7 separate regions of the Mus musculus genome follow, and regions 1, 2, 3, 4, 6 and 7 are each linked to region 5. Evidence: chromatin contacts called from public HiChIP or PLAC-seq and promoter capture Hi-C data. All regions are on one chromosome and are shown on one strand. Each heading gives the region's core, a stretch centred on a gene start, on an enhancer-like site or on the middle of the called end of the contact. The rest is flanking DNA. Distances are from core to core; before and after follow the strand shown. Region 1 holds the start of Sdhb (succinate dehydrogenase complex, subunit B, iron sulfur (Ip)). Region 2 holds the start of Rsc1a1 (regulatory solute carrier protein, family 1, member 1). Region 3 holds the start of Ddi2 (DNA-damage inducible protein 2). Region 4 holds the start of Tmem82 (transmembrane protein 82). Region 5 holds the start of Epha2 (Eph receptor A2). Region 6 holds the start of Padi2 (peptidyl arginine deiminase, type II). Region 7 holds the start of Atp13a2 (ATPase type 13A2).

Region 1 (3,558 bases), core at 57-2,556, 340 kb before region 5:
TCAAGGTAACCCCCAGGGGTTCAGGCCTCTCCACACCCCCTTTAATGAGGCTACCTGGCAGAGAAGCCAGATTCAGGGTGAGTTCCCAGAAACTTGGCCCCATCTAGCCATTCCTCCTGTCATGGTAATTTCTCCAGTGTCTTCTAAAAGAGCCAGCGTGAGGAAACCCAAGACTATAAACAGTGCCCTCCTCTGCCAAAGGTGAGCGGAAAGAAATCAAATCCTTCCTCTGGTAACAAGGACCAGCAAAGTCACTGGGTGCCCCAAGAGACCAAGTGACTTGGGATACCAAGATCACGCCTGCCCAAGGTGGTCAAATCCCCAGTCAGAGGGTGGGGGGCTCTGAGAGAACCCATAAAAGGTGTCAGAAAGGCTGGACAGTGGTGGCGCATGCCTTTAATCCCAGCACTTGGAAGGCAAAGGCAGGCGGATTTCTGAGTTCAAGTCCAGTCTGGTCTACAAAGTGAGTTCCAGGACAGTCAGGGCTACACAGAGAAACCCTGTCTAGAAGTGCCAGAAAAAAAAAGCAGCTCAGGTGACTAAGGAAACTGACGAAATCTGAGGACACAGGTCGGTTAGTAGAAGGCTTGTTCAGCACACACAGGCATGGTGGCACACAGCTGTAATCCCAGCTCTCTGCAGTTCTTTACCTGTAGGAAGATCTGAAGTTGGGGACAGTGGACAGCCTGTGGGTCCTTGGTGGACAGCCTATAAGCTACATCACCCATCTTTCCTATTGTCATCTTCCTTGGGGTTAGAGAGGAATTAGGTGAGCAGCTCGCTCACTTACCACAGCATTCCAGAGGCTGGCACCAGCCACATACTAGGTACCCTTTCTGGCTGCTTTGGTTTTGGTTTTGTGTGTTTTGAGGCAGGGTCTCAAGTATCCCAGATGGACTCGACCTCATTAAGTAGCGGAGGGTGAGCTTGGTTCTCCTACTGTCTCCATATGCCGGGCATGCAACTTCTGTACCGACGTGACGTTCATCTTTTGATCACTTCAGTCACTTAACAAGTGTCCCAATCAGGTAGGGACTGACAGGTTCTCTAGATTTAGCACAAAGCTGACCAGACAAGAGTCACAGGTGATTGACAGACACCACTGCAAGTAGAGAAGGGTTAAAAATCACAGCCACCAGCAGAATAGGAAAGCCCCGCCCTCCTGGCCTCTGCCCCGCCCCTCCACGCTACCCTTCCCTCTCCCGCCCCTCAGACTCCAGAGGTCACCTTAGGAACATAGGAAGCCCAGTGGGCATGCGCCCTACGGGCCGCTGCTGCACACACGCACTTCCTGTACATTGGCTCGGAGAAACCGGAAGCGGCCTTCCACTCGTTGGCGCTTAGGCGGCTAGCGGTCCTCAGGGTGAGAGGCCGGCTTCCCACCGCGGTGTTCGACGGGATGCCGGAGGGGAAGGGGTGGGGCTGACGTCAGGAGCCAAAATGGCGGCGACGGTCGGGGTCTCCTTGAAGCGCGGCTTCCCGGCTGCCGTTCTCGGCAGAGTCGGCCTGCAGGTGAGCCCGGGAGCCGTGGTTCAGTGGGGAGCCGTGCCCGTCACCGAGGCTGCCTGGGTAGAGAGGCCGCGGAGAGGCGGAAGGAGCCCGGGTCCAGGCCTCGGGGGAGGACTTAACCCGGCATCCTGCTCTTGAGCATCCTTTCAGACAGCCATTCCGCGCTTCTCCATCACCGGAGAGAGAGGCGCGGCCGGGAGGAGGTTGGAAGAGAGAACAGAAAGACAGAGGTCTGGGAGGAGGACAGGGAGAGGTCAAGGTCATAGGATGAGCGACCTGTGGTCGGGACCCAGAATCAAATCCTGCTAGTTGTACTCCGCCAGGCTTGTGTGAAAGGGAGGCCTGCGGGGTGTCTGGGGTGGGACCCGGGAGGCCAGGTCGCACCTCCAGGTTAGGCTGGTCTGGATCGGTCAGGTCGGAGGGCGGTGGACTCTGCAAGGCAATGCACTTGACCCGCAGAGGAAGGGAGACATGAAAGAAAGCGACCCCGACCCCTTGAAAGATCCGTACTGTGGAAGTCTGCAGGCAAGACCCGGTTCCCTGAAGCGTGCTTATTCAGGGGTGTGTAGCGGCACTGATCTCATACCGCTGGCATGGGATGACAGGCAGAGCCTGGAGCTGCTTTTGTTAATAATTCTGTAGTAGCTCTGTCATAGGTCTCCCCACACGCCCTGTATCCTCGGGAGCTGCACAGTAGAAGCATTTAGAAAGGCGAGAAAAACTGCCTCTCCTTACTTTACAGATACCATTCAGTCCTCCTCTGGGCTTCTGGATAGTCCTTCACAGGCGGACAACAGGAACTCCCATTTTGTTTTGGGGGGTTTTGTTGGTTTTTTTTTTTTTTTTTTTTAGATTTGTGTGTGTGTGTATGAGTGTGTGCTTTCATGTATATGCACCATGTGCCCGTGGAGAAAAGAGAGCTGTATTTCCTGAACTGGAGTCACAGGTGGTTATCAGCCGCCATATGCGTGCAGGGAACTGAACTCTGCTCCTTCCAAAGTGCTAAGATGAATCTCCACCCTGTGATAATTTTAGTGTTGTTTTGGTTAGGTTTTGACTTTTCGGACAGTGTCTTTATGCAACCCTGGCTGGCCTGGAACTCAGAGATTCTCCGGCTTCAGCCTTCTGGGTGCTGGGATTAAAGGTGTGAGCCACCACCACCACCCGACTTGTGCATCCCTTTGCATGCACACCTATCACACCAGCACTCCAAAGGCTGATGCAGCAAGATCAGGAGTTTAAGGACATCCTCAGCCCCACACGGAATCCAAGGCCAACCTGGGCTACTTGGGACCCTGTCTCAACAAAAACAGACAGTGCCTTACCAGAGCCTCAGGCTGGTGTCCCAGATATTCAGTTAATGATTCTGTTTTTGTTGTTGAGAATGTTATGCATGAGTACTGTATTTAAATAATTTCCACCCCCTCTCTCCTCCCATGCCTCCCCTCCCTTTCACACTCATGACTTCTTTAATTATCATTGCTAAATATATACATACACAATCTCTTAAGTGCATTTAGTGTTCCTTATGCATGACGAGTTTAGGGCTGAGAACATGGGATGAATAATCACAACACCAGTCCGTGCCAAGGGGAATGGGAGAAATTTCACAAGGCCCCACCCCTAGTTGAAGAGCTGCAGCAATCAGTGGCTAACAAAGGGGGTGTGTCGGTTTGGGGGAGGAGCCACATGATAGGTTGTCCAGTTAATGGTTCTTGGTGACCTTGTTCTTCAGCCTCTTTCCTCGTTGCTGAGGCAGCAGTTGAGTTGTAAGAGCCCTGCTGTAAGGGGTGACTTCTCAGGCTCAGGCTGGGCTTTCTGAGTGTAGAAGAGGCTGGCTTCAAAGGTCGGACTCTGGTAGGATTTCAGGAGAGGCCTTTGCCTACTTTCCAGAGGCCTCCTGTCTGTGGGAATGCATATTTGTGCTCAAACAGCGCCATCCTCAGTTCTGGTTCTCAGTCCTGTGATGTGCACCTCTGGACTGCAGTCCTGCCTGTGGGAGTTTAGCTGCACTCGGTTAACTACCAGTAGCATCCTTATTTCTCCGTC
Region 2 (3,798 bases), core at 610-3,109, 380 kb after region 5:
TGGGACTACAATGTTCTTTGCTAACAAAACAAGAAGGGCAAGGTCTGCATTCCCACCAACTCGATGCAGAGCCCCGAGCGCTTCCTGCAGAGTGAAGCCGGCACCAAGAATCCTGTCAACATCTGCAGCAGGAAAGATGAACGGTGGAAGAACGGAGGGGGTGGACAAGGACTGTGTGGGAGGTTGGTCCAATCCACTACGGGGCAACCCAGCTCCAGGGCAGACACTGCTGGTCTCCGGCCTGTCTGGGCCTGGATTATGCACATGCTCTGAAGGCTGACTGTGGGCACCCTCACTTGCTGCAAGTTCAGGTGCTATTTCTACCCCTGAGGTGCAGGGCAACTGCTCAGACAGTTTAGCTGAGGTTATGGCGACAGAACAGCTCTTCCTGGCTGACTCTGTTGATCTGCGGACATCTTCTCGGTCAGGTGACAAGCCATCACCCAGACCTTCAAAGCTAGTGGATGCTTCATCTTCTACCGCAGCACAAGGGGCAGTTCCTACGATTTCTGTCTTTCCTGATTCAGAGGTGGCCTGGTGACAGGAGCCTTGTGAGTACTGGTCACTAGGGGTCAAATGCACACTTTGGACCCTTCTTCCTGAAAGGTCTGAAACACTTGGTTGGCTCTCAGCTCCTATCTCTGACTGACAGGTAACATGCTCAGGTGACTCTTCTGAAGCTGGCTTACAGCTAATGACCAAAAGCTCATGGAGTTCTTTCAAGGCCACTGTGACAGATGAACAAAATTCTTCTGCTGATTCCACAGAGGGCTGACCGTGGCCACTTAGAAGGGAAGAGGAATTGTCATCTTTGTTATCCATTGTAGACATGTCAACATTATCTTCTGGGAGCTGCAATTCCCGAGTCAAGATGGAATGTTCCACAGGCTCACAGGACGGGTTAGACTGTAATGTCTCCACTTCCATAGTGGGATTATCTGAAGCGAGATGTGCTACACTAGGGCTCTTGATGACGGCATCCTGCCTGCCTGTTGAGCTGCACATAGCAACCAGAGACTGTTCAGCTGTATCTACTTCCATCAGGGCTTCTGAGCATGGACAGCTACAGAGTCCTGAAGCTGGAAGACCCTTCTCTGCACTGGGAAGATGAGCGTGTCTTTGTAGCTCACCTTTCCTCAGAGCTTCCAAACTGACAACTTCTTCATGAAGCTCAAGGTCTTCTGCGTCACAAAGACAGCCCTGGTCCTGTGGAACACTCTGCTGTCCAGCCTCTCGCTGTACACTCCCTGTTTCTCTGTGCTGCTGAAGGCCGTTCACGGGACTTGGGGTCTGATTTTCTGGATGCCAACTCTTTTCCTCCGCAAATATCTGTGGCTCCCGCATCCCAGTAGTTGTGAGAGTTAAACTAGCGTCCTGTCTTGTGTGGAGATACACTCTGAGGCCCTGGGTTCCTTTCTCAACAGATTTCTCCAGATTACCTGCAACAACGGCTTCTTTTGATGACTTATGGAAAGGCATGGCTAGACTCTGCTCTGCTGAGGAAGCAAGGTCAGGAAGAACCTGCAGAGGAGGAGGGTCTGTTTTCTTAGAGTTTGTCTGGAATTCAGCTGAAGCCTTCGTAGCCTCCATAGCTAGAGATTCAATGCTATTGGGGTCACCGGGCTTGATGGCGCAGACGGAAGCAGAAACAGAGCGAGCGAGACTCGTCGGGCTACCAACCTCAGGACTCTGCCCTGAAGGAGCTGGATGGTCAAACCCATCTGAAGTCGGCAATGATGACATTCCCAGTGAGGTAGATTCTTTACTGCTTTTCTCTGTAATAAAGAGAAAAGAGAAAAAGATTAGCTAGCAGACCACTAACTTATCAGAGTTGAATCCTCAATAGAATAAAAGCAGGCCTTTTAATTTAGGTCTCTCTTGCAAATATGCTAAAAAAAAAAAAAATACAAGAATCTTTCTCATGGTGGCAAGGTAGCATCTGTCACTGAAGCTGAAATGGGTGTGTGCTTAATAAACATTAAAATTCCATATGTAAAGAAAGCACTATTAGCGTGCACTTCACAATGGATGGGTCAGTGCTCACACTTAAAAGATACTTATTGATGTATTTATTCACTCCAGAAAGGCTCTCACTGCACAGCAGAGCTGGCCGTAAGCTGAGAGGCGCCTGCCTGGCTTCTGCAGTGCTGGGCTATGGGAGCGCATCACCACACCAAGCAGTCACTTTATTTCTGGTGATTTTTTGCATCTTCACAGGATGATTCTCATGACAAGGCTTTTTCCCCTCTTTAAAACAACAACAAACAAACAAACAAAACCCAATAGGTTCTCACTCTGTAGCCTAGGCTGGCCAACTCACTATAGTAAAGCCAGATAAGCCTTTAATTATCAGCAATCCTTGTGCGTCAGCCTCCTAAGCACTGGGGTTACAGCATGGGCCACCACTGTTGGCTCCAGTTCGCTGTTCATGTTTCAAGTGTAAGCACAGGTGTCCAAAAGCAAGCACGCTGGCAAGAGAGCAGGGCAACCAAGAGAGGTGGGGTTTACATGCCTGGAGAGCTCTAGAAGACAGACAAGTAAACAGTGGATTTTATTTCTAGCCAAGCTTTTCAAAAACCATGGTAAAACTAAGCACCCAATTCAAAGAACAAAACAAAAAATGAAGCAGACAGAATTTTATTTATCTGTTCAACCACTGTGCATTCATACTTGAGGCCTCCACATTTCCTGTACTCTTGACTTCATGTATAAGGACGATGGCTCCCAGTGTCAGAGCTATGGGTATGCATTACTGTTCTCAAATTTCTGTAGTGCTCTGGACCAAACCAACCTCATCTTACATATGCCAGGAGGCCTTCTGCTAATCCAACTACATCTCTAGCTCTCTAACGAGCTCTGTTCAGCCTGAAACGTGTGGGAGTTTCCTGCTTTAGTGTGAGTGCTGGGATCAACATGCAGGATTACGCCCAGCTTCTCAATGCTGTACCCTCGTACAGCACAACAGAACTGACCAGGCGTAGGCACGTCACTGAATCCACAGGAGGGCAGAGGAAGAGTGTAATCATTCTTTGATAGGCAACAATAACTTACACCCACCCGAATTTGATTGCCCTTCAAACTTGATGCGGAAGCCACAGTGGTCCAACTCCTCTGGCACTATTAAAAACCAGCCTCTAACCACCAAAAATATCTTTAATTAAAAGGCATAGATTGCTATCAACCCTGGAAATATTGGTTCCTGGGTTATTAAATTCAATTCAGATGCTTTGTGCTGAACACTAACATCAGTGTGAGTGCTGGTTTTCCACTGGTGAGGTCACACAGAGTGCAGTTATGATGCTAACATCACTAATTAATTCATCAGACCCCGCTGAGCTGCATGAGAGAGAGGATGGGCCTGCTGGAAGTTGTCAGCTTTTCCTTTTTGTGGTTGAGATGGGATCTCCTGTAGCCTATGTTGTTCTTTCTGTTTGTTTTATGAGAAAGAGTTTCTTTGGCTATACTGGAACTCACTTTGTAGACCAGGCTGGCCTTGAACTCAAGAGCAAATGCTGGGCTCAAAGGCCAGTGGCACCCCCTCAAGGTAGTGACTAACTTCTTTTTTTTTCAGGGTTTCTCTGTGTAGCCCTGGCTGTCCTAGAACTCAGAAATCCGCCTGCCTCTGCCTCCAGAGTGCTGGGATTAAAGGCAAAGGTGTGCGCCACCACGCCCGGCGTGACTAACTTCTTTTTTTTTTTTTTTTTTTTTTAAAGATTTATTTATTATTTTATGTAAATACACTGTAGCTGTCTTCACACACTCCAGAAGAGGGAGTCAGATCTCATTACGGATGGTTGT
Region 3 (3,884 bases), core at 818-3,317, 420 kb after region 5:
GATGGAGGAAGAGAAACAGCAGAGAAACAGCTTCACCCTCTGTAGACCTCAAGTCCTACCAACAAATTCAACTTAAAATTACTCCCCATCAGCTGGCAATTATAACTTGGGTCATCAAAACACCCTACACACACACACACACACACACACACACAAAAATTGAAAAAAATTTTTAAAAAAAACTTCAAAACTGAAAACTGAACTTGGGCATGATAGTGTATTCTTGTAATCCCAGCTGTACAGGAGCCTGAAGCAGGAGGGCTGCTGTCTGAGACTAGCCTTGACCCCACAGTTGAGACCTTGTCTCAAAAACAACAACAACAACAAAAAACCCAACAACAACAACAAAAAAAACCAAAGCAAACAAACAAAAACCAAAAGCAGCTGGTTGTGATGGCTCAGGCCTTAACTCCAAACATTTGGGAGGCAAAGTCAACAGGGATCTCTGAGTGTAGATGGGAGCCAGTGTTTTATATAGTGAGACCTGCCTTAAAAACAAAACAAACAACAACCAGCAATTAATCAATCCTCTAAAAAGTCAAATCTCCCCCAGCCCCCCAAACTCCCTGGTCCTAGCTTGCCCCTGCTACCTGTATGAGGAGGCTGACCAACAGGAATGGGGTCCTAGGTTTTTGTGGGTTAATTTTTCTGTGGAAATTGGGGGAACTGTTTATTCCCAACTTTTGCCAGACCGCGTATGTGAGTGACACCTCCTTCCCTAAAATAGATCCTTCCAGAAAGAGCTGCATGCCAAGGTTCTAAAGTTCACATTGTGTGAAGGAATGGTACTTCTGAACACAATATTGACACGCAGAGTTTACCGTAAGTCAGGACAGAACAGGCAGTCGTTGGGCAACAGTTTTTGGAACTATTTCATAATTGCAGAAGGAAATCAAGATTTACATTCTGGGGCCTTGGGAGCTGTCTATAATTTTCTGGTGTTTAGACTACACCCAGCGGGGGCCACTTTGGTTAGAATCTTAAGGGATTTAGTGCAAAGGTTACAAAATAGTCCACCTATTGTTTGATGAAGTCTACTAAGGACACCAAAGCATTTTGAGAATATATTTTCTTGTTAAAACATGAGAAGGCTGAACTCCTGGCCGCCGAATCCCTCGGGGGTCTTCAGACAGTAGGCCATTTTCAAGCTAATATCCTTCGAAAGCACTGAGCTTTGAACTGACCCAACTAAACTGGGCCCAGAAAGGAGGAGGGCTTTGGCCTGAGAGAAGCAGACAGACTGAGTTAACCTAACCATTACTTTAATTAATATATGACATATATATATGTGTGTGTGTGTATACATATATAATAAATTAACCAAAAATGTATGCATTTCCAGAGACGTCAATGGCAGAGTGAGTCTCAAACTTTTTCCCCTCACTTTCAACCGCAAATCTGCATTCTCCCAGGTAGTAAACTGCGCATATTGGAGCGGTCCAAATAAGCGAACCCCAGGCAGGCGTCGTTCTCCCAGTGATCCAAACTGGTATTTCTGGTCGGAAAGTCAGGAGATCCCGGATGAGGACCCAGGCTCCCGAAGGCCAGAAGGTGGGGAGGGCTGCCCGCCCGCGCACGTGCCCCTCTAGCTGCAGTGGGTGCATCCACGGGCGGCTGCAGGACTCGGCCCCCGCCGGCCCCCAGCTCCCCCCGCCCCCGGCCACAGCGGCCGGAGGCCCCCGCTCGCTGCCGCACCCCGGCGTACCTGGCTCTCGGCGGCGGGGATGCCGGACTCGAGCTCGCACAGCGCGCGGAAGTTGTGCAGCTCGAAGTCGGCGTCGACCTGGAGGGAAAAGGTCACCTCGGAGAGGTCCCTCCGCACACAGTACACGGTGAGCAGCATGGCCCGGGCCCGACCCGGCTCGACTCGGCCCGGCCTGGGCGCTGGGCGGAAGGCAGTCGGCGGCTGGGGAGACCTGGCGGCAGCGGCGGGAGGGCGACGGGCGCGGGCTGCTCGCTCGCTCGCTCGCTCGCTCCTTTCCTCCCTCACACGCGCGCAATGACTCACTCGCTCCCGCCCTCGGCAGCCAGCGCGGCCGCCGCCACCCGCCTGCGACGCCGTCTGCCTGCCTGCCGGCCTGCCTCCCACCGCTGCCGTCAAGCTCGCGGGCCGCCCGCCCGGCGCCCCGCCCCGTCGCAACGCCACGGCCGTAAAGCGCGCCAGGCTGCCGGCAGCCTTCGCGACGCTAGGCTGTGGGGCAGGGCGGGGCTGGGGAGACTGGAGGGAGGAATGGGGATGCGGGGTGGGGGAACCCCACGATTTAATGCTTGAGCTCCGGAGTATTCCAGGATCCCAGTCCCAGTTAGTCATCCAACGGGGACCTACTGTGCGAATGGCGTGTGCATAAAAATGGTTGAAAGACAAATTAAGCACATCTTTCTAAAACAGAGTTTTCGTAATGGAAGTTGTCATTTCAGTAATATTAACTCGGTTTCGACTTGGTAATGAATGTAGGACGAAAATCCAGATCCTTTGCTGTGCTCGAGGCCCATCCCAGCCTGCGGGCTGGCATGGCTGCGCTGGCAGCCACACACACACAGCACAGTTCTTAGTTAACTCACTCTCAGACTGCATCCAGCACTGGACGTTTACTGGGTACGGTTTAGAATTTACTCCGTATACTGGGACTGGTAGCGCAAACCTGTAATCCCAGCTACTCAGGAGGGTGAACAGAAGGCTGGCAAATTCCAAGCCTGCCTGGATCATAAGTGTTCCAGTCTGAACAATTTACTTTAATGGTATAGATAAAATACCTTGTTGACATCTTGCCTACCAGGACCAAGCTCAACCTCAGCAGGACAAAAAGACAGTACTTGGGAAACAGTCGTTATTTTAGTGGCCACTCAATTCATAAGAAGATGTAGATACCAAGAATGGTAAAAATCCGAAAACATCTCCCGGGCCCACTAGGGTGGTCCACATTTGTAATCCCAGCACTCAGGAGTGTTTGGTTTCCAGTCCTGGATTAGGGGCTGAGGTATGCATTGTACAAATCAAAGGCTCAAGGTTCTCCTGACATCCCTCTGTCCCTACCTGGCAGGGACTCAGCTGCCCTTCCCCCAGAGACTCTTCTGCATTTAATACAGATATCATATCATATATGATATCATTGGTCTCTCTCTCCCCCCCACCCCCATTCTCTTTCTTTCTTTCTCTCTTTCTCTCTTTCTTTCTTTCTTTCTTTCTTTCTTTCTTTCTTTCTTTCTTTCTTTCTTTTCCCTCTTCTCCTTTCCCTTCCCATGGCGACTAATATGGCTTCCTTCCTCTCCTTCCTTGGGACCAGTGAATTCGTCCTCCTGACAGAAGCTTCCCAACCCAACAAACCCGCATTTACGACGAGCTAATCTGTCTTGAATTGGTTCATTTCACCATCATCCAGGAGCAGAGACTGCAGGATCACTACAAGCACAAGGATTTCCACTCCTGGCTCCGTGGAGCGAGGAGCCTCCTCCAGCAGAACAGGAAGGAAATGGGAAGCAGGGTGGCTGTGGATGCTGCAAGAACTTCACTTTGCAGAAAAGACAGAATACATAGGCGCAAGACTTTTACAAAAACAGAAGTGGAGACGCTGGGACCACAGGACAGGGCTGAAATCAAGCATCCGTGACAGAAAGCCCAGCTGCTGTGCCAAACGAAAAGAAAATTGCAATGAAAATGTCAGCTAGAGAGCCTTTCAAAATGGAGTTAGGAAACTTAAGTAAGGTTTGTGAGGATGCCAGATGCCCCACAGGATGTGAACTCCAATCACCCCACTGTGATTGCGTCTCCACAGTTAGTGGGCACCAAGATGTTTATTGTGGCATGAATTGTTCCTTTAGAAATTTAAAACTGTAAACCAGGCAGTGGCGGTGCACATCTTTAACCCCAGCACTTGAGAGGAGGC
Region 4 (4,036 bases), core at 215-2,714, 320 kb after region 5:
TCGTACTGCCAGGCAACAAACTAAAATCTATGGTTTCCATCTGAAAGTGGGGGTGGGGTCACTAGGCTCTATTTCCCAATCCAGAGGATGAAAGTGGCCCAGAGTGGCCCCACGCTGTCGTCTCACCTTGCCCAGAGACAGCAGAGTGGACACAGCCCGGAGCGAGAACTCCAAGACGACGAGGGCGGCTACCCGGGACCCTATCAAGGTCAGGAACAGGGTCAGACCAGCCAGATGCAGCATCTCCAACGAGGCCCATTGCGCGCTCAGCCGCTGCTTTTGGGGCTGCCGCTGGGGGTCACTGTGGGGGCAGAATGGGTGCCGGCTGAAAGACAGGATCACGGGGTCCTGTCCCGTGGGAGAGTTGCCAGGGCTCCAGCTCAACTCTCTCGGCTCTCTCCAAGAGAGACCAGACTCCGCTCAGGGACCAACTGCCTGGGCAAGGTGGGTGGGACCGACGTGGACACTCACTTGACACAGGCCACGAAGAAATAAACTTTCAGGAGACTGTTGAGAACCGAGACTCCAAGGGCCCCGATCAAGCCTGAGCCAGACAAAGGAGAGGGTGAAGGGGGGGGGGCGTTAGTGTTGTCGGGGAGGAGGCAGGGTGAGCTCAGGGGGCAGCCAGGAGCCGAGACCCCCACGTGGATGTGGGGCCCACCTTGCACTCCGCCCACCCGCGGGAGGGACGTGGCGGGGAGGGGCAGGTGTGCATCCCAGAGGCGCTCACCTTGCAGAAGGCTGTCGAAGAGACTGGAACCCCACTCAAAGGAAGGGAGGCTGGGGAGCCAGGAGGAGAGGGAAGGCAGGGAGAACATGGCAGCCTCCAGGAACCCTCAGCCTCCGACCGGGTCCGCGCTGGGACAAACCCAATGATATCACTGGTCAAAGGTGTCTCTAGAGGACAGGGGAGGGACTAGGAAAGGGTCAAAGGCCTGGGGGCGGGGCCGGGGAGACAGCTGCCTTAGATCTTCCAGGTTGCTGGATTCAGTGGCACTGTCAGCTCGCAGCTGCTGGTGGCTTCCCATTCAGGTCTCAAGGGCAAAGCAGTTAACTGGTTCTGGTCTGTCCCCGCTAGACTTCAAGGCCACCATGCCTTCCGGAAGTCCCTCTTCGGCCAGCTCACCTGGCCTTCCCCCTCTCAGGTGTGGCCCGCACTCAACCTGAAGTGTGACTTGGCCCTCTCAAGTTCCCAAAGCAGAGCTGCTCCCCGCAGCGCTCTGTCTCTTCGGGCTTCTGAAAATTAGTAGTTTAGCTTCTACAAGCCACAGGGAAAGAAGGGTTTGGAATCCCCTTAAGACTTAGGTTGAAGCTGGGCGTGGTGGCGCACACCTTTAATCCCAGCACTCGGGAGGCAGAGGCAGGCGGATTTCTGAGTTCGAGGCCAGCCTGGTCTACAGAGTGAGTTCCAGGATAGCCAGGGCTACACAAAGAAACCCTGTCTCGAAAAAAAAAAAAAAAAAAAAAAGACTCCGGTTGAGCGCAGTCTTTCTTGGGGTCATACTGTTCTCCTTCCGTCCACTAGGTGGCAGGCTTCACCTGGGCGGGCGGGCACTGCTTTTTGGGTCCTTCCTAGAAATAAAAGGCTTGAGATTGAGGGTTTGGGGCGGGGCGGGGCGGGGCAGGGACAGGGAAGCAGAGGGCAATTGCCAAAGTTTACAAAATATAAAACTTTATTGGAGTGTTCAGGAGTGTTCATCTGGAGTAATTTTTCTCACTTGGGAAGTGGTTGGGGAAGGTGGTTGAGGCTACCTGGCCAAGAGCGAGTGTCCACTTTCATAGGAGAAAGGCCACTGGGTGCCTTACACACCTGTCCCTGTGGTGGAGCGTGCCTGCAGTCTGGAGAGAGGGCTCGGAGTGTGTCGTTGGCCCTGCAGTGGCTCTGCTCCGTGACCCACATGGACAGGCACCCTCTTTCCTAGGCCTGAGCTCCCCCGGACGTACACAAACAGGAAGCCTGGACTCAAGCGCTCTAAGACTGCTGCTGACGCCCTAATCCAGCCCCTCAGGGACTGTAGAGGGAGGCCGTGGTAGCTCCCTCGGTAATATGCAGTCCCTGTGTGGGTCCTATTCAACAGAACTGGGTCTCCATCTCCCTGTCCTCCTCCTCCTCCTCTTCCTCCTCCTCCTCTTCCTCCCTTTCCTCCCTCCCCAACCCCCTTCTCCCCTCCTCTCCCTCTCTCTCCTCTCTGGCTCTCATGGAATCCAGGCTGACCTCAGACTTGCTATGGAGCCGAGGATGACTCCGAACTCCAGATCCTCCTGCCTCTGCCTCCCCAGGGCTGAGAATACAGGCAGGGGCCATCATGCCCAGTTCATTTGGATCCTGGGGGGCCTCGTGGGCATCAGGTGGGCAGTCTGCCGACTGATCTATGTCCCCAGCCTGAGGAAAGCTGATTTTACTCAGATTCAGAGAAGACCAAAGGAAGCTGCTCATTTTAAAGTCAAGGAAAGAGGTCTCAGGAGAAGTCAGCCTTGGGCTGTGGTGTGGACCACGGGCAGATCACGTGACCAGCATGCCCAGGCCCTGGCTCTACCACAGCACCACAGATAACTGAAATAAAAGAGAGACGCCAACACCGCCAATACCTTCCTGCGCTTCCAGCTTCAGAAGGTAGGAAAACAGGGTTGTTTGTTTTGCTAAGCCATTGAGGCAGCTTCAGAACTTGGTTTGATAACTAGCTTTGGCCAACCAGACTCTGGGGACACCAAGGACTCCCTGGTGGCACAAGGGTCTCACATGCAGTGGCCTCTGAGGGACACGAAGCCCAGTAGTCCTGATGTAGCCTTGTCTTCGTTGAGAGCATGGTATGGGGGTAGGCAGAGTTGAACTCCAGTCCTGGCTCTGTCATGGCAAACATATGTGGCTCCAGCCAGAGACATGGCTCCCCTCAGCCTCAGTTTCCCCATGCTGAGAGAGGCTCATGTGGTCACACAGTGGGTGGAGGACTGAGGAGCCAGTGCAGCTGAGTGGCTCCCCTAATGGGAATCTTTAAATGTAGGCATTGCTGTGGCCATGAGCTAAGGCATGGTAACCCAGGGGAGAGAAGGGAAATAAAGAGGTGGTGACATGGGGCACACTGGTCCTGGGGCTCAATGGATCCCAGTTGTCCATTGTTCCTTGCCTTCTCCTCCTGGCTTGTGGCAGGGCCTGACTCAAGCTAGCTCTGGGCAGCCAGTCTTACACTGACAGGCCATCACCTCTACCAGATGGCAGGCTTGGTGGTGGGATGAGGGTTGAGTCTAGGTGCCCTGGTGCTGGGCCCTCGCAACCAGTTTCCGAAGCTCATCCCAGAAGAACATGCTAAGGATGGTGTGGGGACCCAAGCGCAGATAGGCAGGGCCTAGGCCTTTGTAGAGTGCCAGGGGTCCCTCCTGTTGACAGGTCTTCACCAGGCAATCAGCGAGGCCCCCATACAGCTGGCCCTGGGGATAAACATGGGGAGAGGGTTGAGGGTCCCAGATGACACAGCCGAGTGTGTCTAGTAGTGTCAGAAGCAGCATCTGTTCCCATACAGGAGGGTTATAGACTGTGCTGCTAATAAAAAGGAGCCTTTGCCTGCAGGCAGATAGCCTCCTTCAGGGCTTGGATACAGCTTGGATATGGAGGCACACAAGCCTTTGTCCTCACACTTCCTATCGATGTTATGACAGAAAGGCCAAAATTCCAAACCCTGTCTCTCTCTCCCTCCCTCCCTCCCTCCCTCCCTCCCTCCCTCCCTCCCTCCCTCCCTCCCTTCCTTGCTTCCTTCCTTCCTTCCTCTCTCTCTCTTTCTCTCCTTCCCTCCCTCCCTCCCTCCCTCCCTCCCTCTCTCCTTTCTTTCTTTCTCTCTCTCTCTCTTTCTTTTCTTTTTCTTTTTGTTTTTTTTTTTTTGAGACAGGGTTTCTCTGTATAGCCCTGGCTGTCCTGGAACTCACTCTGTAGACCAGGCTGGCCTCGAACTCAGAAATCCGCCTGCCTCTGCCTCCCAAGTGCTGGGATTAAAGGCGTGCGCCACCACTGCCCGGTCAACCCTGTCCTTTCTAACGACATCTG
Region 5 (3,848 bases), core at 604-3,103:
AACAAAAGGAACTGACAGGAAATCAACACAAACCACAAGGTCCCCAGCCTAGCGTATCCAACAGAACACTTACCCATACCATGTGTACACTGCACACATGTTCCACTCATCTCGATACACGTGCACGTGCCTGTCCGCAGGACCTTGCTTGGCACACCACAGTCCCTGCCTCCCCAGATGTGATTTCCTCTTGTTGAACCGCATGTAACCGTAATAACAGCTGAGATTTGACTCGAGGGTCTGAGTCCCAGTCTGTGCGGTTTCCATGCGCGACCTTATTTGATCTTCACAGCGGGCTTTTTCCAAGTAGGTCCCTAGTGTCCCCAGGGAGCACGGGGAGGCTCAGAGGAGCAGACTGATTTGTCCAGACTTTGACTGCTGCCCCCTCCTCTGTGCTCCCCGCTGCTGAGAGGCCTGTGGCACACTCAGGTACACACAGGTCCTCTCACACTGGAGCACACACTTGCATACACATCAACACGTCCACGCTCGATATAACACACAAGTCGCTCACGGATTCCCATACACTAACCCTTATGACCCAGCTCAGATGCTCCGGTACTTCATCCAAACATGCTCACACATACATGTCCAGCCACTCTCCTTCTCAGAAGACATAGCCTTCTCTCCCATCATCCATCCCTGATCAAAGGCTTTAATTAACCCCAACACCTATAATTAACCCTTTCTCTCCCCCTCCAGGGGAAATGTCTGAACCCGTTTCTCAGAAACAGGCGCCAAGGCCAAGCTGGTGGGTAGGACCCCAGGAGGAGCACCTGGTACCAGAGTTGTATAATATGGGCCAGGATGACCAGGGACTGGGGAGTCACAGAGAGGAAGGCCAGGGACTAGGAGGTGGGCAGAAAGGTCCACGGAGAACCAAGCCTGCTACAGCTGTTCCCTTTCCACTGGCCAAATGGTAACAGAGCAACAGGCAGTTGTGGGTGACTGGACTGGCTGCCTGGTTCACTTCACATCCGTTTGTTTCACTGACTCTAGACGCCAAGAGAAGAGATGAACTCAGATTTGAGGAACCTTGGCAGAGGAAGGGTGGGTAGGAGGCAGACATCCCCAAGGTATCAAAACGTAATCTCATTCTGTCACCCAGGGATCAGGGGACAAGGGTGTTCTGTTGGAGTTCAGAGGCAGAGGTCAAGAGTTACCCATGAGGGTGTGTGCTGGGTCCCCAAATGGAAGTGGTTAAAGCAGGTCAGGGCCCAGCTTCAAGTCCTGTGACTTGTCTGTGACTGTTGAGTTGTGCAGCCTTTGGGTATCCTAGGGTACCTTGGAACCTTATCTTAAGCCCTCCACTCTAAAGTGAAGACACCTGCATGTCTGACATGTTCCCAGAGGCACTACTCTTGGTACACAGCTTAGAGGACCTTCCTGGGTGTGGCATATCTTCTGGGGGACTCAGGAGCAAGTGTGTATGTGTGTTTGTGTGTGTGTGTGTGTGTGTGTGTGTGTGTTATCAGGAGTTCTTGTTCTTGTTCTTTTTCTTTTTCTATTTTTTGGTTTTTTGAGGCCCTTTGCTACGGAAGCTTCTACTTCTCAGATTTACAATTCACATCTTGAAGCCCAAGGGCAAAAGGGGAGAGTAGGCACAAATTCATTCCACATATTTGGACACTAACCCTGGTGGCGCTTTGAAATGAGAAATCTCCTCAAGGTTTGCACACGAAGGCCCACGCACTGGCCCCCTCAATCCTCCCCAAATTCCTGACCTCCCCCCCAACCCCAACTTCCCTCTGGCTTCCCCGCCCTCTAGTCAGGGTGTCAGTCCGGCCCCTTTAAAGACATTCCTGAGGGCGTGGTTTCGGTGACGTCAGCGCAGGGCATGAATGAACAGGAGCGGGTTCTCACCCAACTTCCATTAAGGACTTGGAGCAGGAGGGTAGAAGTTGTCTCTGTCGGCGGGCGGGCAGGATTGGGGCACCGAGACCGGCGTGCGGACAGCAGGGATCGCGGGGAGCGAGGGGTGCGGCATGGAGCTCCGGGCAGTCGGTTTCTGCCTGGCGCTGCTGTGGGGTTGCGCGCTGGCGGCCGCGGCGGCACAGGGAAAGGAAGGTGAGTGTCTACGCGGTCGGTGGCCGCAGCCTAGCAGGGACTCCGGGACATGGGACCCCGGGCGCCCCAGCCTCCTCTCTGGGACGCACCTTTGGAAACTGACTTATGGCTGCTGGGTCTCAGTGCGCAAGGTTAGGCAGAGCGCGCGGGCTGCGGTCCGGAACGATCTTGGGGATCCATACCCTGAGATCCTAGGTTCTCTGGAACTAAGGGATCTCGGCTGGGGCGCGCAGGGCTCGGAGGCCGCGGGAAGGGGGACGCGGCGCCCGCCACGCGGTTTCAGCCCTGTGGCGGCTTCTGGAGCGGGACCCCCGCAGGGCGCTCTCGGTCCCTCAGAGGAAAGGACGCTCAGTAGGGTTTTCCCGGCGATCAGCCTCTTAGTAACCCGAGTTCACTTAACTCATCATCTGCCCCGATTTCTCGCGGAAGGCATTTGGATGCAGGCCCTGCTTTTTGGGGAGGGGTCCTCTCGGTGCCCTGCACCAAGCAAAAGAGTCTCTCTACGCCCCATCCGATTTTTCACTGGGGTCCTTTGGGCCAGCATTGGGAGCGCCTGGGGTCAGCCCCGGCCACTCACACCTTCCCTCCTTCCCAAGCTGCCCTCCCAGGTTCGGGAGACAGGTTAAGGGCTGGGAGCGAGTACAGGAAGTCCCAAAGTCAAGTGTTCTGAGCAAGGGGTGACTCAGAAGGAGGAAATGCGGCAGGTGGGGTTGCGGCTTCCCGCGGTGTGGAGCCGTCATCTCGGGGCCACGGGGAGCCCAGGCACCTGGAGGTGGGGGAGTGAATCACCTGCCCCCGCCCCAGCGTCTTGGAGCCACGCAAGGTGAGGGGGCCCGCACAGGTTGCCTTTGCTCAAGGCCGCAGCCGGGGGTGTGCTTGGGGGCGTTGTCCCTCAGCTAGGGTCTCCGAGAGGGTGGGAATTCCTGCCCTGCCCTTGGCCGAGGATCTTCCTGTCTACCCAGCCGGAGCTAGCTGGCTTCCGTTTCCCACAGCAAAAACTTTTCTCTGCTTTTGGGCATAGCAAGTCTTCTGCCGACTCCAGCTAGGGGTCGGGGGGTGAAGCGCAGAGGAACCCTTTGGGGTGAGAAGTTTCCTTATTCTTTTCGCCTTCCACGTTGGGAGGGTAAAAGGCCAGACTGGAGCTCTTGAAGGGTGGAGAGTTAGGGGTAAACGGGGTGTTAGATCCTGGCCCTGTCTCGAGGAAGGGCCAAAGTTGCTTTTGCCAAGGTGTGAACAGGGCAGGGATTCTGAGATCCTAACTCCCCTCCCTGATCCAGCTTGTGGCTCCCTCTTCCTGGGTACTGTGGTTGGGGAGCAGGGAAAGACAGCTGGGACTGCTAGAGGCCTTCCTGGGCTGCCACGGAGTTGAGGATTAGACGTCTGCTTGCTTTGCTGTGCGGGCTCCTGACCCCCGCCCCGGGGCTCCTGACCACCGCCCCGAGCCCCCACCAGGGAAGCCTCAAACAATCTTGTACTTGTGCCTCTGGGTGCATCTGTCAGCCTCGCCCCAGCCTTTGCGATTAATCCCGTTCTGCATGGGATCGAGGAGAAAAAAGGGTGCATATCGCTCGTGGTTGTGGAAAATTCTTGTCTAAGCTCCGCACTCCTCAGGAACACTGTGTCTGTGTGAGGGGTTGGGATGTGTGTGTTGGGAGTGGGGTCGTGACCTAGTTGGTTGCACTTCCCTAGGGGGAGTTGAGGACAGATATGATCCGTGTCCTCTCCAGCCTTGACACAGCTGTGCAGCCTCCTCTTCTGTTTTCTGCTGGGTTCCGAAAACC
Region 6 (3,980 bases), core at 105-2,604, 390 kb before region 5:
GCAGAGGGGTCCTCAGACCCGAGCCCACCTTAGCAGGGCAGGGGTTCCCAGTCTGGTGCCTCTTGGATTCTTTCCCACAAGCTGCCTCCTGATTGGAGAACGCTCTCCCAGGGACCAATCAGAAGTTAGCAGCTTCTCCCAGGATCTGAACCCCAAGCCTTTCAGGAGACAGTGACCCCTCTGGCTGAGATTCTGGCTCTCTGCTTCTCCACCCACATTCCTCCTAGATCCCTGATACCCAGGAACAGCTGGGGTCTTTACCATCTCCTAATTTGGGCATCTGGAGGAGAAGGATGGAGTCGAGGGCCGCTGGGCGTGCCTGGGCATACCTATGAGCAATGCGTTTAATTCAGTGTGCCCTTTGCTGGGGCTCCCTTCAGTCCCCCTCCCTCTCCAACATTCACCCCTCCACCCGCCCTTCAGTCTCCATTCCCTTAACGAAAAAGCCACTTCCTCAAATTGCATAGCCCCAGGGTTGAGTTCAGAAAGAAAGGGCCTGAGGGTGGGGTTCAGAGTGCTTCAGACCCCACCCTGCCACTAGATGTCACGGTGCACCTTGGCCTTCAGGACCATACATTGACCTCTACCTTGGCACGTCTTTTGGTGTCGCAGGCTGGAGCCCTAATCCTCTGCCCCGTCAGCCCATTGTCCTTCAACCAGGCACATCCTCCCAGCCACCGGGAGCCACCCAAATCTCCATCCATAAACACCACACAGATCAGTCCTCTCCTCGCCAGTCCTCTCACGCCCCATCCGGGGTCTTCACTACTGGCTCCAGCTCAGTATGCTCAACGCTGTCTGGGGCAGCCAGAATGCACTCCCAGATAGCCCCATTCCAGGCTCATGCTGTCGCTCTCATGCCTGGGCTTAGCATTCTGGTCCCTGCCAGGGCCACAGTTCCCCCCACTCCACCCCACTCCCTATTTCTCATGGCAATGTGGATCTAATATGGGGGGTGTCCAGCTTCCAGAAGGTGTTCAGGAGGCTCCTCTCCACCCCCTGGTGTTGCCAAGATCTTTAAGAAGCCTCAGGGTTTCCTCTGAGAAGCATTCTCCGGCCCCAGACTGGCTTTGGTTGCCACCTATTCACTCCTGCCCTGTCCCTTCGGCTACTCCTGCTCGCACTTTCTGCCCCTCGGAGCTGGAGGTGAGGGGGAGCGTCCAGAAAGGGGAATTTACTGAATAAAAGAATGAACAAGCCAAACACGGAAAACAGGAATTGACAACTTGCGGGCAGAGGGGCTTGGAGGGCGGGGCCAGGCTTGACGGACGGGTTTGCAGATCCAATCCAAGAGGAGTCCGGCGGGAAGCCCCGCCCACGCCCCGCCCCCGGCTGCTGCTTAAGGCCGCCGGCTGCTCGGCAGCGAGCGCAGGCGCAGCAGCGGAGGGCTTACCTGCAGCAGGTGCTTATTCCTGGGAGCAGCACGGAATGCAGCCGCCTATACGGGAAAATATGCTGCGGGAACGGACCGTGCGGCTGCAGTATGGGAGCCGCGTGGAGGCGGTGTACGTGCTGGGCACGCAGCTCTGGACCGATGTCTACAGGTGAGCCGAGAGAGAGTTACCCTCTCACCTACCCTTCACAAATCTTGAGACCCTGGACCTGGCTCCAGTATCCAGGTTGCCCCTCAATTCGAGATCCTCAGAAATCCAGAGAGAGTCCAGGCCAGGATCCACTTCCATGCAATCCTGAGGCCCCTCTAAGACACACAGTTACAGCCCCTGTCACAGCCTCCTCTCTGAGACTACTCCCTAAATCTAGCCTTCTCATGACTGGTCTTTCCAGCCCCTCTCCTGGGTGACTTTAACACACATGGGCTCTCTGTAACACGCCCCTTTCACTCCCCCATTCCTTCTTGGCTGACCTTTCACCCCAGCCCAGCCTCCTCCACCAGTGGACTGCCTACCCCTGCAAGCAGAAACAGCCTGGGATGTGCTGGGGACTGACTTGTCCAAAGGGGAACTGCCCACGTGGAATCTGGCCTGGTACTTATCCGATTTCACCCTCCGGGGGGTTGCTGGTGGTTGCCTGTCCCGGGGCACTGGCTGTGAGCTGTGTCCCCAAATACCTTTCCTGACTTCACCCTGAGATCAGAGAGGGGTCACTTTCCACCCGCTATGGCCCTGGGAGCCAGGGCCCGTTTCTTCCCCATTTTCTCTGCCCACACGCTCGCTCGATGGGGGTCAGGGTACCTGAGACAGAAGGCTGAAGGAATCTCGCAGAGTGTGTCCCACAAACCCAGAGAAACTGATAGGGTATAGTGTGGGACCTAGGAAAGGTGCTATGGGGAAGGAGTAGTCTGAGCAGCCTGAGAGGCCACACTGAAGCCACCATCTGCTCCGAGCACTCTCAGTGTTCTGCCTTGCGAGGGAGGAAGGGCTTCATGCTGGAGGGAGGGGCATGCCAGATTCTGTGCCTGTACATCCTCTATGGGCCGTGTTCCCAGACCATTCTGACACTAAAGCGCCTGACTCTCCCGAGCCTCCCAAAGCCCACCTAAGCACCCCCTCATGCTCTTCTGCCCGCTCTCCAGCTCCTTCCCACTGCTCGGCCACTTCACAGGAGGCCCCGGTTCCCGCTGGTCTCAGCAAGCCTAAGACGGGGCCCCTCTCTGCTCCTTTAGCCCTTAAGCCTCAGCCCCAGCCTCCACTTCACCTGGGCCTGGACTTCAGTGGGCCTTCATATAGACCCCAAAGCAGGATTATAACACAGGGGTGGGGTGTGGTCTAGGCGCCAGTGGCCTGGGAGGGTGCCCATCTCTCCCCACTCCCTGCTCTGAACTGGGCATTGCCAAGGGGTAAGCCAGGATCCTGGGCCCTAAGCCACAGTTGTCACCATGCCTGTCAGCTTGCCTGCCGGGGCACTGTGGGGACTCTCTGAAAGACTGGCATGCTGCCTCTGCTGGGGGCTAAGGAAGAAAGGGGGTCTGTGCCTAAGTCCTTGTCCTTGCTCCACCTAAGCAGAGAGAGGCCCAGCACAGTGGAGGGCAAGGGGACAGGTGTCCACTAGCCTCAGCCAGGACTCAGTTCACAGAGAGTTCCCCAACACCAAGAGTCAGCACAACCTAGACCATAACCTGCCCAGAGGAAGCTGTACGCAGGCCACCGTTGTCATTGCAAATGTTGTAATAGTCTACCTTTAAAAAAATAAGTTAACCAGACGTGGTGGTACACACCTGCAATCCCTACACACCAGAAGCTGTGGTCCGAGGACCACAAGCCGAAGGCTCATTCATACTACATAGTGAGTTCCAGCTCAGCTGGGGCCGCACAGCATGACCCTGTCTCAGTATACCCCCAACACATGCATGTGTACCTCAAAAAGGAGAAAAAACAGCCCGTAATCCCAGCACTGGGATGGGAGGCAGAGGCAGGAGGATCGCTGTATTATTCAAGACTAGTCTGGTCTACATAGTGAGTTCCAGGACAGCCAAGGCTACACAGAGAGACCTTGTCTCCCACCCCACCTCTAAGAAACACTCATAAAAGTTATTTCTTGTAATTAGTACTGGAAGCTGGGTGTGTGGTGCATGCCTTGAACCCAGCACCTGAGAGGCAGAGGATGTCCACGGATGGAGCCCTGTGAGCTTGAGGCCACGGCAACCTCCCGGCCAGACAGGGCTACCTAATAAGACCCTGCCTGTCTCAGAACAACCAAAAGAAAAGAAAAGGTGGACCTGGAGAAGTGACTTAGAGGGTAAATGTGTCGCTGTTAGCGTGAGGATCTCAGCTTGACCCTCAGGTTCCCATGTAAAAAGCTAGGTGTGGCTGTGTGCTCCTGTGCTCTGTGGGGAGCAGAGACAGAAGGTCGCTGGGGGCTTATCAGCTCGGTTCCAGGGTCAGTGAGAGCCCCTGGCAGAGAGTATCAGCATAGGACACCCAGCATCTTCCCCTGGCATCCATGTCTACTTATCACACCCACCTGCAACACATGCACACACATAAAGCACACACACACACACACACACGTTAGAGAGATGG
Region 7 (3,869 bases), core at 729-3,228, 310 kb before region 5:
TGTCCTTGTGTCACTTTCCAGTAGTCCCCACTGGACAGGACCTGATGGTCCAGCTCCTGGAACTCAGCCTGACTCGCCTTGAGTTCACAGGGATACTGTGATGCTGAAGGTGTGGGCCCAGGACTATTCCAGCCGCAACTTTCCCTGGCTTACTCCAGGTCTCTCATACACCCTCTGCCTCAGTTCAGAGGTCATTGATCCTGGGGCCGGGGGACACCCTAGCTGTGTCAGTCACTATGGGATAGTGTAGTGAATGCTGTAGATGGGTATCCTAGGCTTTCCTGGGTCTTTATTTGTCTCACCTGTGCAGGGGTATGTGCGGACCATGCTTCCGGGTTTCTGGGCTAGGTCCTACCTCCCTTTAGCCTCCTGCGCATCATCACAGCCAACCTGTATGGAGCACCTTTCTGGCCATATCTGACCATGGGAGTCTATGGCAAGTGTGACCTTCTCCTGATATCTACCCAGTAGTATCAGGCTTTAGATGAGTGCTCTTATGCAGCACGTACAACAAGCCGTCACTGCTGCTATTTGTCATTGTACAGGTCAGAAAAAGCTGTCCCGGGGCTGGGGAGATGGCTCAGTGGATAAGAGCATGGGCGGTAGCCGGGCAGTGGTGGCGTACGCCTTTAATCCCAGCACTTGGGAGGCAGAGGCAGGTGGATTTCTGAGTTCGAGGCCAGCCTGGTCTACAAAGTGAGTTCCAGGACAGCCAAGAAGATACAGAGAAACCCTGTATCGAAAAACCAAAAAAAAAAAAAAAAAAAGAGCATGAGTGGCTCTTCCAAAGATCCTGGGTTCAATTCCCAGCACCCACATGGCAGCTCATAGCTGCCTGTAACGCCAGTTCCAGAGGATCCAACACCCTCACACAGACACGCATGCAGTCAAACACCAAGGCACGTGAAAAGAAATAAAATTTAAAAAAAAAAAATAGGTCCAAACCCAGTAATATGGCTCAGGGGGTAAAGGTGTTTGCTGGGGACTTAAGGTCAATTCCTAGGCACCCACAGAAAGAATATGACTGACTCTTGAAGACTGTTCTCTGATGTGCTATTGTGCATACATGCACCACCACCACCACCACACACACACACACACACACACACACACACACACACACACACACACACACACACACAATTAGAATTAATAGTGCTGTTTTGTTTTGTTTTGAAGAAAAGGAGACCCAGGGAGGTTAGCTTACACATCTACAGTCACACAGCCTGGAAGAGACAGGGGCAGGCTTGAACCTGCACGCGTAAGGTGCAGTGCTGAGGGGTGCGCCTGAGGCTGTGGTCGCGGACAGGACACTTTCTCCTCTTCCACCTCTGTCTCCCAGTATGGCCCCCCTGTTTGTCTGCCAGCAGCCTATCCGTGTGCCTGTCTTTTTGTCTGTCCTGTCTCCCAGCATATCGGTTTTCCGTTTGTCTGTTCTGTCTGGAGACTGTCCCACCTGTGTCTTCCAACCTCTCCCTCCCACTCTGCCTGCCTATTTGATGTTTGTCTGTCCGCCTGTTTCCTGTATTATTGTTGTTCTATATGGAGGCTGTTCCAATGGGGTGTCCCAACGTTCCTTTCTGTTTGTTTGTCTGTCACCTCTCTACCTCTTTGTCTGTTGTCTGCCTGGTGCCCCCCCCCCCGCCCCTTTCTGTCAAGCCGGTCCACTTGTGTCTTCCCAGCATCGCCCTCTGTCTGCCTGTATGTCTGCCTACCTGTCTCGCAGCCTGTCCTTTTCCGTCTATCTCTTTTGTCTGGGGACTGTCCCGTCCACATTCCCTTGCTTCCCATCTCTTCCCTCCTCTCCCCATCCCCCGACTCGCGCCTCCACCCACGCTGCCCACAGCATCAAGATCTCAGCGAGCTCCGGACAGAGGCCAGACTGGGAACTACAAGTCCCGGCAGCCCGCGCGGCAGCGACGGACGCAGGCGCCGTGGAGGGGCGGGGCTTGACGGCCGCAGACTGCGGCACAGTTCCAGTCGCCGTCGCGTCTTGCAGGTGCTGCCCAGCCCGGCCCCTCCGCGGATCGCCGCAACCGGCGCCCCCCGACCGTGCCCCGGGGCCTCGCACGCCGAGCCCAGGCCGCGGGCCACAGCGGCCGGCGATGAGCGCGAGGAGCCGAAATGAGCGCAGGTGAGCGGCGGCCCGGCCCTCCCTTCGGGTCTCATCCCCAGGCCCCCAGAGACAGATTTAGGTTGCCGCTGCGCTCACCCTAGGGCCGGGGGTTCCTGCCCTCCCCATCCCCTCTGAATGCATTCGACCCTGAGTGACAGGTCCCAGTGATGGACGCGGTGCACCGCCGTGGGTCCTCTGTGCAGCACCCATATGTGCTACATGAACAGGATTAGGGAAGCCAGCTCTCTGCCGAGGCACAAATGCACTCCTGACCTACACAGAAAGCTTGCCAGTGGCCACATCCAAGGACCATATCCTGCATGCCCCCCCCCCATGCCAGAATGAGTGTCTTAGGCTGAAACCAAAATCCCACCAGATGCAGATGGTCTGCTAACCTCCGGGTGCTAGCATGTCTCTGTCTAGCCCAGTCCCCAACTTCCATCCGACAGTGTCTTAGGTGAGGAATGGAAAACAATAGGGGGCTACAATTCAACTTGTGATAAGAACAACGTCTTCCCCTTATGCACCAGACCCCTGACTCTGCACTTGAGCAAAGTCTCTAGCGTCTAGCATAGCACCTAGAATCTACATAAAGACCTCCTAGGCGCACACCCTCCCAGCTTGAGGGAAGCCATGAGCTCATGGCCATGGGGGAGCCACCAGAAGTAGATGCTGGTGCCCTGGGCCACTGATAGATTAGCAGCCGGAAGCTGGGTCTTCCGCAGGAAATAAGAGGTTCCCAAATGGCTTTGACTCCCACCCCTCAGCTCTACGGTGCTGGTGTGGCTGCCCCAGGGCTGGGAACTGGGCTCAAGCCTCGTCTCTGCCATGCGTGTCTTTATGTTGGTCTTTCATTCTTGGCCTGCCTTTTCTTGGGCTTTGTGTTTGGGTTTCTGGCTGAGTGCTGAGAAGGGTGTCAAACCTGGACCTTTTGCTCTACTGGAGCTATATTGTAATTTTGTTGTTGTTGTTGTTGTTGTTGTTTTGTTTTTTGAGATAGGGTTTCTCTCTGTAGCCCTGGCTGTTCTGGAACTCACTTTGTAGACCAGGCTGGCCTCGAACTCAGAAATCCGCCTGCCTCTGCCTCCCCAGTGCTGGGATTAAAGGCATGTGCCACCACACCCGGTGCAATCTTTGCATTATATTATTTAATCTTTTAAAGATTTGTTTTTAAAATGTTTGTGTGTGTATGTGTGTGTGTGGCTTTGAGGGGATTACAGAAGGTTGTGAATGCTGAAAAGCAAACTCATGTCCTCTAGGAGAGCTGACTGTACTCTTAACTGCTGAGGTAACTCTCCAGCCCCTATTATTTTTATTGTTTGAGATTGGGGTGTCATGTAGCCCAGGCTGGCCTCAAATCCAATACTTAGTCGTGGATGACCTTGGACTAATCCTGTTTGCATGTCTTCAGTGCTGGTATTACAGTCATGGGCCACTAAACCTAGCTCTCATTTTAAATCTGTGATCATTTTTATTACTATTTCCTGTGCACACATACTTTTGTCCCAGCCTGTGTGTGTCAGTCCGAGGACTTTTCCACCCCGACTCCCTGCTTGGAACTCAGGTCATGAGGTTTGTGCAGCCAGGGCCTTTGCCTGCTGTACCACCACCCCTCCCCCATTTTAAATGAGTCTCCTACTCTGCGCTTTTCTCGAGGCTGTGAGGGTGAATTAAAGGCCCTGTTCATCATAGCCAGCTTCCCCATTTGAGGTCATACGATTCAGGACCTGACTCTTCACAGCTGGGTTCCCGG

What was found. Promoter capture Hi-C pulls out the DNA fragments that hold promoters and counts their contacts. HiChIP or PLAC-seq counts read pairs in DNA pulled down with a chosen protein or histone mark. Capture Hi-C pulls out chosen DNA fragments and counts their contacts.
Region 1: an H3K4me3 HiChIP or PLAC-seq map of embryonic stem cells shows a contact between it and region 5, with 9 read pairs. The contact joins the promoter of Sdhb here to the promoter of Epha2 in region 5. A contact is called at or near these places in 1 of 39 promoter capture datasets (liver) and 2 of 115 datasets of contacts at active chromatin or transcription factors (embryonic stem cells and pancreatic cancer cells).
Region 2: a promoter capture Hi-C map of liver shows a contact between it and region 5, with 2.7 times the contacts expected there. The contact joins the promoter of Rsc1a1 here to the promoter of Epha2 in region 5. A contact is called at or near these places in 4 of 39 promoter capture datasets (the C10 cell line, cranial neural crest, frontonasal cranial neural crest and 1 more), 1 of 115 datasets of contacts at active chromatin or transcription factors (embryonic stem cells) and 1 of 9 other capture datasets (pancreatic islet).
Region 3: a promoter capture Hi-C map of pancreatic islet shows a contact between it and region 5. The contact joins the promoter of Ddi2 here to the promoter of Epha2 in region 5. A contact is called at or near these places in 2 of 39 promoter capture datasets (liver and pre-B cells), 1 of 115 datasets of contacts at active chromatin or transcription factors (pancreatic cancer cells) and 1 of 9 other capture datasets (pancreatic islet).
Region 4: a contact with region 5 is called in an H3K27ac HiChIP or PLAC-seq map of microglia, with 5 times the contacts expected there. The contact joins the promoter of Tmem82 here to the promoter of Epha2 in region 5. A contact is called at or near these places in 1 of 39 promoter capture datasets (neural stem cells), 1 of 484 Hi-C or Micro-C datasets (embryonic stem cells), 5 of 115 datasets of contacts at active chromatin or transcription factors (embryonic stem cells, hepatocytes, microglia and 1 more) and 4 of 9 other capture datasets (adipose tissue, liver, macrophages and 1 more).
Region 6: a contact with region 5 is called in an H3K4me3 HiChIP or PLAC-seq map of embryonic stem cells, with 10 read pairs. The contact joins the promoter of Padi2 here to the promoter of Epha2 in region 5. A contact is called at or near these places in 2 of 115 datasets of contacts at active chromatin or transcription factors (embryonic stem cells and pancreatic cancer cells).
Region 7: a contact with region 5 is called in an HNF4G HiChIP or PLAC-seq map of pancreatic cancer cells. The contact joins the promoter of Atp13a2 here to the promoter of Epha2 in region 5. A contact is called at or near these places in 1 of 39 promoter capture datasets (pre-B cells), 1 of 115 datasets of contacts at active chromatin or transcription factors (pancreatic cancer cells) and 1 of 9 other capture datasets (adipose tissue).

What each region holds. Positions count from the first base shown.
Region 1 is chr4:140,959,965-140,963,522 of GRCm38.p6, forward strand. Sdhb (succinate dehydrogenase complex, subunit B, iron sulfur (Ip)) reads left to right here and starts at 1,307. Exons shown (of 8, transcript NM_023374.4): 1 at 1,307-1,512. The coding sequence starts at 1,441.
Region 2 is chr4:141,683,857-141,687,654 of GRCm38.p6, forward strand. It overlaps Rsc1a1 (regulatory solute carrier protein, family 1, member 1), which reads right to left and starts at 1,860. Exons shown (of 1, transcript NM_023544.5): 1 at 1-1,860. The coding sequence starts at 1,743. It overlaps Ddi2 (DNA-damage inducible protein 2), which reads right to left. Exons shown (of 10, transcript NM_001017966.2): 10 at 1-1,775.
Region 3 is chr4:141,721,352-141,725,235 of GRCm38.p6, forward strand. Ddi2 (DNA-damage inducible protein 2) reads right to left here and starts at 2,068. Exons shown (of 10, transcript NM_001017966.2): 1 at 1,706-2,068. The coding sequence starts at 1,843.
Region 4 is chr4:141,617,169-141,621,204 of GRCm38.p6, forward strand. It overlaps Tmem82 (transmembrane protein 82), which reads right to left and starts at 1,465. Exons shown (of 6, transcript NM_145987.2): 1 at 731-1,465; 2 at 472-544; 3 at 127-301. The coding sequence starts at 818. It overlaps Slc25a34 (solute carrier family 25, member 34), which reads right to left. Exons shown (of 5, transcript NM_001013780.1): 5 at 1,656-3,426. The coding sequence ends at 3,244.
Region 5 is chr4:141,299,368-141,303,215 of GRCm38.p6, forward strand. It overlaps Epha2 (Eph receptor A2), which reads left to right and starts at 1,854. Exons shown (of 17, transcript NM_010139.3): 1 at 1,854-2,067. The coding sequence starts at 1,986.
Region 6 is chr4:140,905,006-140,908,985 of GRCm38.p6, forward strand. It overlaps Padi2 (peptidyl arginine deiminase, type II), which reads left to right and starts at 1,355. Exons shown (of 16, transcript NM_008812.2): 1 at 1,355-1,544. The coding sequence starts at 1,429. It overlaps Gm46719 (a long non-coding RNA gene), which reads right to left. Exons shown (of 2, transcript XR_001784481.2): 2 at 3,969-3,980.
Region 7 is chr4:140,984,943-140,988,811 of GRCm38.p6, forward strand. It overlaps Atp13a2 (ATPase type 13A2), which reads left to right and starts at 1,979. Exons shown (of 29, transcript NM_029097.3): 1 at 1,979-2,134. The coding sequence starts at 2,125.